2 separate regions of the Gossypium arboreum genome follow, and region 2 is linked to region 1. Evidence: chromatin contacts called from public Hi-C data. All regions are on one chromosome and are shown on one strand. The core of a region is the stretch at or near the end of the contact, and the rest is flanking DNA. Distances in the headings are between cores, read along the strand shown. Region 1 holds the start of LOC108464866 (REF/SRPP-like protein At1g67360). Region 2 holds the start of LOC108475507 (probable methyltransferase At1g27930).

Evidence for each region. A called contact is a pair of places that touch in the nucleus more often than the background predicts.
Region 2: a Hi-C map of leaf shows a contact between it and region 1, with 4 times the contacts expected there. The contact joins the promoter of LOC108475507 here to the promoter of LOC108464866 in region 1. A contact is called at or near these places in 2 of 5 Hi-C or Micro-C datasets (both in leaf).

What each region holds. Positions count from the first base shown.
Region 1 is chr3:22,193,761-22,198,448 of ASM2569848v2, reverse strand. LOC108464866 (REF/SRPP-like protein At1g67360) reads right to left here and starts at 2,430. Exons shown (of 3, transcript XM_017765142.2): 1 at 2,246-2,430; 2 at 1,915-2,148; 3 at 1,018-1,692. The coding sequence starts at 2,263. The coding sequence ends at 1,249.
Region 2 is chr3:22,652,359-22,656,401 of ASM2569848v2, reverse strand. LOC108475507 (probable methyltransferase At1g27930) reads left to right here and starts at 2,579. Exons shown (of 1, transcript XM_017777480.2): 1 at 2,579-4,043. The coding sequence starts at 2,740. The coding sequence ends at 3,609. LOC128290291 (a long non-coding RNA gene) reads right to left here and starts at 2,374. Exons shown (of 2, transcript XR_008279991.1): 1 at 1,833-2,374.

The DNA of each region.
Region 1 (4,688 bases), core at 1,181-3,680:
CATGAATATTTCTTTTTGATACCGGAACAAGCATTAAGTGAAACATAAAAAGGTGAAATGTAGCAGTAGCAGTAGCAGATGATGTGCCCGTAGCCTTGCTTCCATTAGTAACTTCGTAGCCATATAGTCAAATTAAATTTTGGATTGGTTTGTTATTTGGATTTAAATTTTAGGTTCAGACGGATTTGATACGATTTTAGATTTAGATATGAATATGTATTTAATATTTATTAATTAAAAATATACCAATTCATTTGTTTTAAAAATGCAAAATCGATTAAAAAAATTGAATAATCAAAGAAAGATTTAGGTTTGAAATTCGGAAATAAAAGGATTCTAAATAAATAAAATCAAACTTATTTTATTTTGATTTAATTGGTTAATCCATATTTTGGTGTCACTTAGTTAAAAGAAGTGGTAAAATCCATGGCCAGAAGGGAATAGCACGAAGACTAGGGAGCAGCACAAAGTGAACTGACTTCCAACAAAACCAAGTTTAGAACTTTATTAGACAGAAAAAAATTGAACAATTAAGTTTAATATATACTTATTTCTCAAGCAAAAATCAAACTTGATTGTCACGGTTGAGATTTTAGTAATAGAACTTAAAAATTCAATTAACTGGTAAATTATTTAAAATTAATTAAATTCATGTCTTTTAACTATTTGTTTTATTTAATTTATATTATTTAATTTACATTAACCCTAAAGTATAAAATAATTATCTTAAATTCACTAACTGAATTGATAGAAAAATAGCTAAAAACCATATTTTCTATTTTGAAAATAATTTTATTTATGTATTAACATTTTTAATTTTTCATCAGAAATTATCAAAATATGATTTAACAAAATTTTTAAAAATTACCTAATGTCAGTGATGATTGAATTGAATTTTTAATTTCTAAAAATACAAAAGCTAAAACTCAAATTTTATGTAAATGCAAGGACTAAAACAGATTTTAACCTTTATTTTTTCACCAATAGGTAAACCTTTATTATTTAAAAAATGCCTAATTTAATTTTAAATTAAAAATAAATAACTTTTTAATCGTATGTACTCATAATCTAATACAAGCTGGAAGATTGAAAGTTGAAAAGGGCATATCATAAAATCAGCCACAAATTCAGAGAGCAAACATGTCAGACATCTAAACGAACCAAGTCATATTAGATTCGACATGTAGCCAATTTACAATGGCAAAGCATCACATTGCCTCTCTACTAACACACTCAGAAACCAAACACCTAATCTGAATCTGATTCAGATTTATGATCATCCGCATTTGCTTTCTCTTTTCCTTCAGCTTCCTTAACAGCCTTCCCAAAGGCATCAACGGGAATCGATGGTAAATACCCAACCACAGGATAACCTTTTCCGCTCTTCTCCTTTAACCAACTGTTGTATTTCTCACACAAATTAGCTGCTTTGGGAACAACCTTTTCTGTCACTGAGTTGAAAGTCAAGTTGCTGTTCAGTTTAACCCACAACTTGGTCGAGCTTACCAACACCAAGTTCTTGTACTCAGCTGCAGCGTAGTGCAAAGCCCCTCGTGCTCCATTGGTTCGAGCCTCCTCTACTAGTTTCTGAGCCTTTTGGGTTGCCTTTTGGACCAAATCGTGGGCCAGGTTAACCACTTGCTTGGCTGGTGCTGGAGCATGCTCGTCAAATTTGTGTGAAACCTCATCTACCTACGGTTATTTTAATCAAATACGATAATAAAGTTAGGAATAAATTGGTTCACGCTAAACTGAACTTTCCCCATTTTTAAAATATTAGATTTAATCCTTACTCTTCCGATGAATTTCAAAATACTAAAATTACTTGCTAAACTTAAAGACGAGAAAGAACTAATCAACAGAAACTTCTGATCAAAAGTTCCAAACAGTGATTTTTTCTTAATGGGCGAATACCTTGTTATCAAGAAATCCAAGAAAATGATCAGGAACATCCTTAAATTTCCCGTAGGCGGGACCGACGGCAGTGGTAACGGCATGCTCGACGGCGTCAACGGTGGATCTCAACGGCCCCGAGTTCTGTTTAGAGTAATCGTAAAGGTTCGAGACGCAAACCAAGGCGTGGATTGTAGCCACCCTGACGAAGTTTAGGTGCTTGAGGCCTAAATTCTTGTTCTCAAACTCTAACCCCTAACATTTTAAATCAAATCACAAACAAAAAAGCTCTAAGCTTAAATTTTAAAATAAGGGAGAAAGGAGGAGAAGAAGAAAGAAGAGATCAAAATACCTTCTCCATGGTTGCCATCTGTTTGATGCAAGTATCCTTTGCTTCACTTTTTTGAGAGAAAATAAACGATCGTAATCTACGGTGTAAAACAAGTGCAATTTTATTTATTTTATAGATGAATTCATATGGGATGTTAGATGAGATCCAACGGTTTATATCGGATCTAAGGATATCACAATGCCAGAGCGGGCGGTTTTCCAATTTCATCTTTCTTTACTTTTCTGGGTGCAAATAGAGGATTCTAGAAGGACACGTGGAAGGATCTTACTTGGTGGAGATGCAATAATATCTAAGGGAACCATTTTCTTATTCTTGGGCGGTCTGTTGTGAGGTCCACCCATTCCCACACCAATTTTTATTCTATCTAATTGCGCTGAATATTATTAAATTATTTGTAAATTATATTTTAATTATTTAATTTTAAAAATTTTAAAATAATTTAAAAATTTTATTTAAACTATTGAATGATTAAAATTATTATTGTATAACTTTTTTCGTTTGTATTACTTGCACAAATTAAAAGATTTTCTTACTCTTTTTTTTACAGTTTAATTTTTTTAAAAAATAATGTTGAATGTTATAAATTTCAAACTAACATTCAAAAATATTGTCCTTTAATTTTGATATTAATTATCAAATTAACTTAAATATAAGATATGTTATTATACTTATTAATAAATATTAATCTACTTTATTGATCATTGAAGTGTCACTTAAAATTCACTAATTAAACTTTTAAAAAAATTTAATAACACAATAACTTTAAATAATTCAACGGCTTTTGTGTCTCATTTTACTTTTGGAACTCATAATTGTGATAGGAGGGAAGCAAGTGTTGAGTCGTTAAGATTTAATTATTAGATTTTTTTTACAAAAATATTATAATTTTATAAGTTGTATTAGGTTGTGTTTTCTATATTTTATATAAAATTGAACATATTAATATATATAGGAGAAGAATCAGAGTTGTTTAGTGTTTTGGATTGGGATGTGAACTACAGATTTAATATCAATATATTCTTTTATTATTATATTAGTGGTTAATCCACGATATATTAATAATCAGGGTGTGCTATTACATGAAAAATTACTTAAAATATAATTTCTCAAAAATGAACTTATAAATTTTTTTTTATGTTCGGGTGATTTTGCTTTAACAAAATTTTTACAAAATCTAAGCTTTGAACATCAAAGAATACTCGTTCAAAAAATTCTTTCTAACATAATTTTATTTATTTTTGAATTAAATAATAATTATTTATGGTTAAATACAAATTAATTTACATAAACAACCATATGTATATATTTTAGTTAAAACATGCTCCAAATTATTGAGCAATGACCAAACACAAACACAAATTTCATTTTCCAAACAATCATAAAATTATTAATAAGTAGAAGGTAAAACATTTCCAAAATGTGAGGCATTTTATTACATGCAGAAGTAAAAAAATTGAGATACACTCTGCTATATCATCTGAGTAGCTCATGTTGAGTGACAAAATAAAATAGAACAAGACTGAAAAATTGCAAACTCTGTACTAAACACTACAACCACTTACACAACACATATAACTCATGGAAACATATAACTAACAGCGGGATTAGTACAAAGAGACAGGCAAAAACTGGCATTTTAAGTGCATTTTTAACAGCTTTAATGGCATTCCAATCACCTTGGAACTTCTTCCCATCCTTTGTTCCACCATGGATAGCTAAAAGAGAGCAACCAACAATACATCCACTAGCATATTTGATTGTATCATGTGAATATGGGAACACTCTGATTTTGCAAGAAACCGACACGTTGAGATTCAAAGCCAACTTTTCCACTAAAAGATTTCACAAGAGGAAGGTTGTCCATCAAGAAAGCTCCATAATTTCTTTGTCTACCAATTGGCTAACGACACCTACATGTAAACCAGGCAACCATTTATGGTAGAAGCTAACAATTTTCAACCAGGATCCTATTTCATAACCACTCTTGTAATTTGCTCTTCACTTCCTCAAATGGCTAAAGTTAATATCATATAAATTTCAGCATCAATACCTACCAAGGGTACTATCATGTACTTGTTTTCCATGAAAGTAAAGTTTATAATTATACCCCAAATTAATATTAATATAATCGTAATAAGATTTAACTCTTCTTGCAGCATCAAGAAAAACATCAAGGACATTATCACAAAATTGAACAAACAATGTGTGGTCTCAATGTCTGCATATTCAAACAAAGCAATGACCGAACACCAATTGAAATTGTTGGAGCAAGCAGACATGAATAACAAAACACTGAAATAGACTAATGAACAAAGAAACACGTTGACGCAACCGAGAGGATTAATGAAGACATGCGCTCCACCATGGCTTCGCTTGAAAAGGTAGTTTTGGATTCACAAGCCACGTGTGCTGCCCTCATTATTGAATTATCTAATTCACAGTT
Region 2 (4,043 bases), core at 1,330-3,829, 460 kb before region 1:
CTGCTTGTCAAAAAACATATAAGTTTGAAAACAGTTTCACGTATACCTACTGAAAATCATACTTAAAATAGATATTAGAATAACATGAAACATGCTTACACACTTATCTTATCAGAATGGCTGAGGAACATAAAACATGTTCTCATCCACACTTGTTAGAATCTATTGGATATGCAAATCTCCTTATAACGCCTCAGAATAACTCAAAGAGTCCTTAACATGTCTCATAACTGTAGCGCAAAGCAATGCACTTTCCTGTACACCATCATGTCCCGTTGAGTGGAGCACAGCTTAACATTCCCTTATCTCTCCACATGTACCAGTTCCTCAATGCCCAAAATCATAGAACTTAAAAGCTAGTATTGACAATCCTTTGGTATACCAATATATCCAACATAAGGGCTCGCAAAGGAGCATAAACAGAAACTTATCACATAGAGCTCGCATAGGGAACTTGCTTGAAAAACACTTGTTTAGAGAGCTCACATCTAAGTGTGTAAAAACACAATTTATAAAATCGTATCTTAAAAGAATAGCTTGAAACATAGGCTCACATAGGAGCACGCGTAAAACTTATCTTTAAAACATAATTTTAAAAACATGACTTGAAAACTTATCTTCAAAACAAAGTGTTAGAATTTAAAAATAGAGTTTTCAGAAAAACTTTGTTCTTGGAGCTTAGTTTGAAAACCTTGAGTTTTAGAAAAAAAAAATAAAAGTTTGCATACACATAGCAATTCTTAACCACTCACCGATTTGACTGAAAAACTAGACAAGTTTGGCTTTTCCCTTGTCCTTGTTAGTAGATGGTCCGACTGGTTCGCAATATACATAAACACACGAATTACTTAAACAGACAAAGCTTATAGAATTCACACATGCAAGCGAACCTAGCTTTCTAAACAATCAACCCGAATAGAACAAAGGCTTACCTTGGTTGCTACGAACTTGATTCAGAATAGATACTTGACAACAAAATATCGATGAGAGAATTCTCATGGAATAAGGGTCGTATTTATAGGCCCAAGTATTCTAGAAATCTTAGGATACCCTACTTGACTTAGGAACCCTAGTAGGTTTAAGAGAAGGTTACTTGTACGAAAAGTATTCCTAGATACGCAATATATTTGTTTTCTAATTTGAATCTGACTTTGACTAGCAAACCCTCAGTTCGCAACTTACCTGGCTAACACCAAGCTCGCCAAACAGACTAGAGAAACTCTAGCTCACCAAATAGACTGGCAAACTCTAGCTCACCAAACAGATTGGCTAACTCGACTTTCAATGAATCTGGCAAACCCCATTACCGCATCTTTTTGGCATATATTGCAACGCTGAAACACTAGCTAACTCCTTATTGATACTCTTTTGGCGAACTCTCTAGTTTGCTGAAGCACTAGCGAACTCTCACTTGCAAGGCAAAAACGTCTAGACCCGGTCTCAGGATGTTACACAAATAACAAACAATAAAGAATCCAACACATTCAAAGAACAAATAACAAACAAAGAACTCAGAATATTCAAAAAATAAAAATAAGAAAAGAACCCAATATATTCTCAAATTCAATCTCAGTAACAGATAAATAACCTAACATTTTCAACCCAAAATCATTTCAACTAGAAAAAATTTAACAACCAGCAAGAACCCAAAATAAGAGTTAGAACCTAAAAAGTTAAAAGAATTTAAAATTATTTGAAAATAAGAAATTTACAACCCAGAAAGAAAGCAAGAACTCAGAAAAAAATAAATAAAATACAATAATTTTAAAAACCCTAAAAATCCTATGGATCTAATGAACAACAGGGGCAATATCTCCATTTAATTTGTTAACCTGTAACTTGAAGAACTTCTACTAGGCTCCAAGAAAATCGATTCTTTGTTGTTGCATTGGCAACAACACTGCTACTGCTTCCTTTGGCTCTTCAACTCGCTTTCAACCTCACTAGAAACCTCCTTTGCCTTTCATCAACAGGCGAAGAATATAATTTAGAAAACTCCATGATTAAGCATTGTTTTTTTTCGGCTTTAAAGAGATTTTCTTGGAAATACAGGGCAAATTTTGAGAAGAAGAGGATGAGAGAAGTATTTTGATGGTCGAATTGGTCAGAAAAGGCCATAGATGGCGACGACTTATGATGACAATGGCTAGGGTTAGAAGAAGAGGAATAGAGAGAAGAAGAAAAGATAGAAATAAGGAGAAATAGAAATAAGGAGAAATGAAAAAAAAAAAAGAAAGAAAAGGGGAATGGAATCGTGATAAAGAAAAGAGGAACGAGAGATGAAGAGGAAATATGAAAAAGATAGTGTGATAGCCAAGGTAAGAAAAAGAAAAAGAAGAAAAAGAAGAAAAAAAAAAGGTACAAAGAGGACGACATATGAGATTGAACAAATGGTCAGTGTCGCCACCTCAGCAAAAAAGTAATAACACTAGATTTGGGTATCAATATAGTTAATGAAAAAAAAAATTAGGTATTAATCTGAGACAAAAAAAATTATAAATACAAATTCACGAAATATAAACAAATTTAGATACTAATTTTATATTTAGCTTTTTTTTTTTTTTTTTTTTTAAGAAAATCCTTGTTTTCAAACCTTATTTTTCCAAAGCGAAACGCGTTAGTTCTTTTATGACCTCTTTGCTCCTCTCCTATATAACCAAAGTAAGCCAATCGGCCGGACCTTAAACCTCTTTTTCTTTTTTTGGTTGTTTCAGTTTAAAAAAAAAAAAACCTCAAGAAATGAAAAGAGAAGAGACTACAAAGAATCGGCATTTCCTCGCCGATAAAAGATGGTTTATGCCTATTACCATAGCTGGCTTTATTGCCGGGACGATGCTTATCTCGAGCTTCATAAAAACCGCCGATTACTCCATACTATGTTCGCTCGCCAAAACCAGATCCATAGCCGTAGAGGAATACTCCGCCTCGCCGGTCCAACTCCAAGCTATCATCCACTATGCCACTTCATCAATAGTCCCGCAGCAGAACTTCAAGGAGATCTCCGTAACCTTTGACGTACTCAAGAAACGCTCTCCTTGTAATTTCCTCGTCTTTGGGCTTGGCTACGACTCCCTCATGTGGACCTCCCTCAATCCCAATGGCAACACTATTTTCCTGGAAGAGGATCCCAAATGGGTTCAGTCTGTGCTCAAAGACGCCCCGATCCTCCACGCTCACGCGGTAAAGTACCGTACGGAGCTTAAGGAAGCTGACGATCTACTCATCCATTATCGATCGGAACCGAGCTGTTACCCGTCGAAAGCTTACTTACACGGAAATGAAAAGTGCAGGCTTGCGTTAACGGGGTTTCCCGATGAGTTTTACGATACTGAGTGGGATTTGATAATGATCGATGCTCCTCGTGGATACTTCCCGGAGGCACCAGGGAGGATGGCTGCGATATTCTCGGCGGCTGTGCTGGCGAGGAACAGGAAAGGATCGGGTGTGACGCACGTGTTCTTGCACGATGTTAATCGGCGAGTGGAGAAAGTTTTCGCCGAGGAATTTTTGTGCCGGAAGTACTTGGTGAACAGCGAGGGGAGACTTTGGCATTTCGAGATTCCACCAGCTTCGAACACTAGCAGCGATGACAGTGCCGGGTATTGCTAAAATGCGCCTTTTTAAAAATTTTAAAACAAATCTTATTTTTAGTTATTAATAAAATTATTTTTTTGAAATTTTAATTTTACTTTATACTACTACCTGATAAAAGAAAATATGGACGGACGATATTGTCAGAGTTGTGATGATGAGATATACGTTTAATATAATTAAAAGACAAGATTAGTCTATTTCTGCTTTAATTGAGACAGGTGGACATGGTTTAGGGTTGCCATTGCTAAAGTGGTGAGGCAAGTCATTTCACTTTAGTTTTTTCTCCTCGTACTGTTTAAATGAGTAAATGAGATAAATTTGGTAAAGTAACATAGTGGTCTTTGGAATATATTTTGTATTGCATTTTGATATAAGCAAAAGTCATTCCTTCCATTCATCGTGTTGAGCATTTAAAAATGTAATAAAAGTTATTATATATATTTCTTAAA